Linked DNA regions of Bombyx mori: region 2 is linked to region 1. A link is a contact called in public Hi-C data. All regions are on one chromosome and are shown on one strand. The core of a region is the stretch at or near the end of the contact, and the rest is flanking DNA. Distances in the headings are between cores, read along the strand shown.

Region 1 (2,700 bases), core at 156-2,655:
CTAGTACGATTTTGATTGGCGCGCGCACGCATCACGCAATCAGGAGCCAATCAGGCGCATAACGCATTTCGTGTGACATGCTAGTACGATTTTGGTCCCCATAATTTTCATACCCCGGGCCTATATATGTAAATCGATTCTAAAGGAGTAAACTCCAAAAAAAAAAATTCTGCACTTCATCTCTATATTATTATTATTCTCTATAAGTGTGGCAAATGTCATACTCTTCTGTCCACGCAAGTTTTGGCTTCACGTCTTAATGTAAAGATTTACAAAGTTGCTTAAAAAATAAATGTTAATATTTTGAACAGGGCACAATAGCATCGATATTCAAGGACTCCACGACGCTGGGCCGCCGCTACGTGTTCGACATCCGGCGCACGTGCCGCGAGGTGCACGACCGCGCGCGCCGCGCCGCACACCGCACCGCCCCGCGCGCCGCACCGCCCGCCGCGCCCCCCGCCGCGCCGCCCGCACGGGTGGGACACGAGGTATGCACGCAGTCACCTACAAACCGCCCAGATCTGCTTTCCCCTCAAATTTCTTCTAGAAATAAAAATTTACCTTGTTGTCACAGAAAACCCGTTCAAGATCGAGCAGCAGCAGCAGCAGTAGCGGCGGCGGCGGTGAGGCGCTGGCGTGTCGCGTGTGCATGGACGAGCCCATCGACTCGCTGTTCCTGCCGTGTCGACACGTGGTCTGCTGCGGACAGTGCGCTCCTAGGTAACTAACTAACTTAAGAACCATGTCTAAGCAATCAAAAATTACTAATAATATTAAGATAAACTATTGACTGCTGCTTCTACAATAGCTTATGAAGTCCATTAATATAACATAAGTTCAGCTGATATGTTAAAACTTGATGATAGCGACATCTATACGTTGATTTAGTAAATATTTAAAACATTATTAAAATCAAAGGAATATTTTAATACAAGACTCTCTCCATTACATACAATAACTCATTAGTTCAGAATGAACTTATCCGAGGAAAAGATAAAGGTAAAAATATCTCATATTTAGAGATACGAGAATTGTTTCAGTTCACATCACAGATTACTATATTGATATATTAAGTTTTACACATTCAAAATTTGATGAATATGACGTGTTGAAATAAAGAAGTTTTTTGAATCGTATTTATAATTGTGATTTTGTTATTTGTTTACAGATGCAACCGCTGTCCGTTGTGCAGAGGCGAAATCGAGAAACTGATGCACATCTTCCTCCCGATGGAGTACCAAAAGAACCCCGGTCTGATCGTCAAATGAAAACTACAACCCACAATCGATCGCCGATCCTGACGAATTTGCTATTCAAAGATTGGGAGCCCGCGACGAAGCGGTCCAGAAGGCCCTTAGACATTCAATTGTGAAAACAATCGACATTTGCTTGTCAGTGTCAGTGTGACAGCCCGGTGTGACGGTGACAGGAGGGCTAACAAGTGTGTGTGCGGTCTAGTCAGAATAATGAAAAGTGCATTTTTATATGAAATAAGTATTCGTCCATAGCCGATTGATTAACAAGAGTCAGCCGGGGTATCGCAGTCCACGCGCTCTAAGCCAGCCAGTCGGCAGTCAAACAAAATGGTCGCATTCCATGTGTTGAAATTGATTTCTAATATCGACAACGGATATCTTTATGTACTGTATGTATGACTTAGTTTTGTTTGTGTCAATGATGTTGTACGTATGTACCTAAAGTTAAATCAGAAATAGTTTCAAAGTTCAAATTATTCTTTAAGCATTTTTTAACTCTTATGCAGATTTTTTATATTATTGATTATCCACTGGTATTGTACTTATTACTCATTACTTGCGTTTTTCACAAGAATTTTCGTTATAAGTTTTTAAAATAAGAAAAAAAAAAGTTTAATGCCTTCGTTTTAGAAGGCGAATTGTATTTCAAATAAATTGTGATTTAAAAAAAAAAGGAAATGAAAAATAAACAAAAAATATCTTTATTAATTGCATTTTTCTCGTACAGCTTTGTTATTATTGACCACTAATCGTGATCTAATTTCTTGAATTATTGTTTAATATTAAGTTGATATATTTTCTAATTTAAGTTATAACAATAGTTTATTTTGTAAGACCTATGGTCTGTAAGTGATTTAACAAAATAAAAAAATTATAGAATTATTCACTTGTTTTCATTATTATTTGATCTTAATATTAAATTATTAATTAACAAAATTAAGAAGACTCCCAATATTATTGTGTATACTTCTAGAAATGGTACACTAATATATAAAGTATACAAGAATATATATGATCTGTATCTTAAATTGTCAATTTAAGGGTTCCTATTCCAAAGGGCATACAGAGGGCGGACAGACAGTGTGCAGCTGGTCAAGAGATGGCCGTAACTTAAATTGTTTCTAATATGTATCAAAAAATACTATTTACATATTCAAAACATAGTGTTTAAAAAAATATGGAAATACATTTGGAGGAAACGACAAAGGGTGGGTCTTCCACTGAGCAAACGTTGCTGGGTAGACTGGTGACCTGAATGTTGTTTGCGTATAACTTTTATTAATTCAGGCTTTTATAAAAAATATTACAATAATGATGTTCTAAGATAGTTACTGCTACACCAAAAAACAGTTTTTTTTTATTTTTTTTTATTGTTTAGATGAGTGGACGAGCTCACAGCCCACCTGGTGTTAAGTGGTTACTGGAGCCCATAGACATCTAC
Region 2 (2,700 bases), core at 184-2,683, 35 kb before region 1:
TTTAACGAATCTAGCTGTAGTAGAATCTAGCTAGTAGCTGTAGGATTGAAATGATTTTAATAGACCTAGAAATATATATTTTTTGCGCATCGAATATGGTTATTGCCTATCATTTATGTACAAAGCAGTTATTGTCGCTTAGTCACGTTTGCCTTTCAAGCGTCGATATTATTTAACCTAATTTGCTGGGGATTGACAATTTTACAGTAGAGTTACAGTGGACTTTTTGTGAATGTTTACATACCTTGGCTTCAAATTCTTTGAACTGCCTTTCACGCTCCTGTCTGTACTTTTCAACTTCATCTTGAGCCTCCTCCTTGGCCTGCTTTAGGCGTTTCGCTTTTCCTGTTATAAAAACATTTCATTTTTATACCTTTTCTTACAACATTAACATAATCATTTTTTGGTAAAAACTATAGACTTCTTTTTGTTTATTTTTTTATTCTATTTGTCTGGTGAATTTATGTCATATCAAAAAGTGTATCATTTAAGTAAAGAAGGTGCCCTTAAATTAAATAACCAATTAAAGGTTATTTTGTAATAGTATATGATGCCTAAGATGTGATTCTGTATTAAAACAATTGGACGAGAGGCTAACAATATTAATAGAAATTTGAAAATTTCATAATTTCTGTATTTAGTCATAACTAAATGGTATCTGATGTAATTTTGCAGAGATAACTCAAACCCCAGAAATGCTCAAAATAAGTTATAGATTGAGTATTTTTAGAGATTACTCCTAATTCATCAACATTCAAGATTTAATGAAACTAAACGAAATTATGTTAGTTTGTAGTTCCTTTTTTATGTCTTATATGAGTGACGGCCAACCTAATTTACGCTTATCTGCTTCGCGGGAATAATAATCAGGATGGTGGAATTTCAAGTAAGCTAAGTCCAATTAATCGGGTGAGACAACTTTTCATCATCATATCATCATTTGCCCCACTGTCGTTGTATTGGTGTTAGGAATATCATTTTAGTATTTTACAACAATTAAGATTGGTTACTCGTCAAGTTTCATTTTCATAATCAATGAAGAATAGGATTGTGAGCTCTGTAATATCGATGATTTGAATTAAATCATGTGACGACCATGGATTCTGCTCAAAATATGAATTTTGATTATTTTAAACACATAGGAAGTAAAAAGTTAATAGAATATTACATGTTACTACAGATCATAGGACAAGGATATATGTTTTTTTCCCAAGAAACAGCAAAGGGCGTAATGTGATTAAAACTACGAAACGAAAACTTACGCTTCCTTGCCTCGCTGACTTTCTCCGCAGCGCGTTTTTCAGCAGCTAGAAGCTGTTGGATTCCTTGGGTCTGACTCGCCATATCGAAAACACACAAAAACTATGTAGACCAAGACCGAGTACGAGAACCGAGACACGAATCAATAAAGCGATATGAAGAGTCGTGACGAAAGTCATATGATTTAATTAGTTATGTATGTTGTCGCAAGTGGCGCTACAGTCAGCTCGTGGTCTGAATGTTTTGCGTATAACGGAGTGTGATGTTGATTCCACAATTAAAATTTCCATTTTATATTTGTTTGTTTTTTCGTAAACTCTTTTCTAAGATATTCATAATATAGTGATTATTTCCTCTTCTTTTTTATATCATGCAAAGTAAGTGTGAATGATTTTTTTTTTCTTACTATCAACACAAGAATCAATGATAACGGAACGTACCTATAACTGGACTGTACGATCAAAGCTTCTTCCAAATTCTCACAGATGTCACTAAAAGCAAGAAAGCAAATAAAATGACAAAAGTGCATAGATTATACACTTAATATATTTGAGAACAAAAGTGTATCTACCTACCTATGTATTTAAATATTTTAATTTATATTTTCTTAATCTATGAATTGGCCTACAAGGCATGATGATAAAAATATCAATAATTTTGCTTTTTACCGCTCTGTAAATTATCAGCCATTTTTTCAAAATTTTGTCTTAAAAATCTCCTTTTTCATGTCGAGTTTATTTATTTTCTCATATTGATGTTTACATACTTAAACTTTGTGAAAGGAAAAGTATAATGGAGAGGAATGAATTAATCTTGATTTATCTGAGCTATTTATCAATGGGATGAAATAGATTGAATTAAAATTAAATTATGATGAAATGTAATCATGCCCCTAGTAAGATTGTGGGAATATACTGAGGCTTTAGTAAACGTTTTGAAAGAACTCGCCTGGCCACGTCCTGCAACTTAGTTTCTTTTTCTCACATTTTGTGAAGAAGGAAAAACAATTCTATAAGTTCCACAAACTGGGCAAAACTGTATAAATTTTACTGCAACATTGTCGTATTTTTTGAATTTTTTAAACGAGCAGACGCAGGCGACTTAACGAAATTCGTGGATAACGGGACTAACGGAAGCCATAGACATCGTTGCAGTATGTATGCTACCTTGAGATATGAGTTCGATGTTTAAATTGTATTTTATAACGGCTATATACTTCTTATTTAAAATAGACCAAATAGTGGACATACCCATATGGACTTTTAAACAATGTCCTACCAATGATTAAACAGTTCAATATATTTGTCACTCTCTATTGGATTTTCCGTGCATCTGTCTCTTTCTTATTCACAGCCCCAAGAGAAATAGCAAATGCAATTTTGTTTCTACCAATTTCAAATCAACTATACATGATCAAAACAAATGTTTGCCGTCTCAGCA

Evidence for each region. Hi-C and Micro-C count contacts between places; a contact is called where the count stands out from the background.
Region 2: a contact with region 1 is called in a Hi-C map of midgut, with 2.2 times the contacts expected there. The contact joins the promoter of LOC692985 here to the enhancer-like site in region 1. A contact is called at or near these places in 5 of 7 Hi-C or Micro-C datasets (midgut, posterior silk gland, an unstated tissue and 1 more).

Annotation. Positions count from the first base shown.
Region 1 is chr20:521,631-524,330 of ASM3026992v2, reverse strand. It overlaps LOC101741011 (E3 ubiquitin-protein ligase MYLIP), which reads left to right. Exons shown (of 6, transcript XM_004926892.4): 4 at 312-491; 5 at 578-723; 6 at 1,172-2,141. The coding sequence ends at 1,271. It overlaps LOC134200718 (a long non-coding RNA gene), which reads right to left. Exons shown (of 3, transcript XR_009975758.1): 2 at 565-2,700. Among protein-coding and RNA genes, the nearest start is that of LOC134200718, 3.5 kb to the right of the region's middle. Within about 2 kb of position 1,405, at least 8 of the 8 cell types and tissues checked have open chromatin away from gene starts, as enhancers often do.
Region 2 is chr20:556,821-559,520 of ASM3026992v2, reverse strand. It overlaps LOC692985 (vacuolar ATP synthase subunit G), which reads right to left and starts at 1,433. Exons shown (of 4, transcript NM_001046822.1): 1 at 1,263-1,433; 2 at 245-345. The coding sequence starts at 1,344.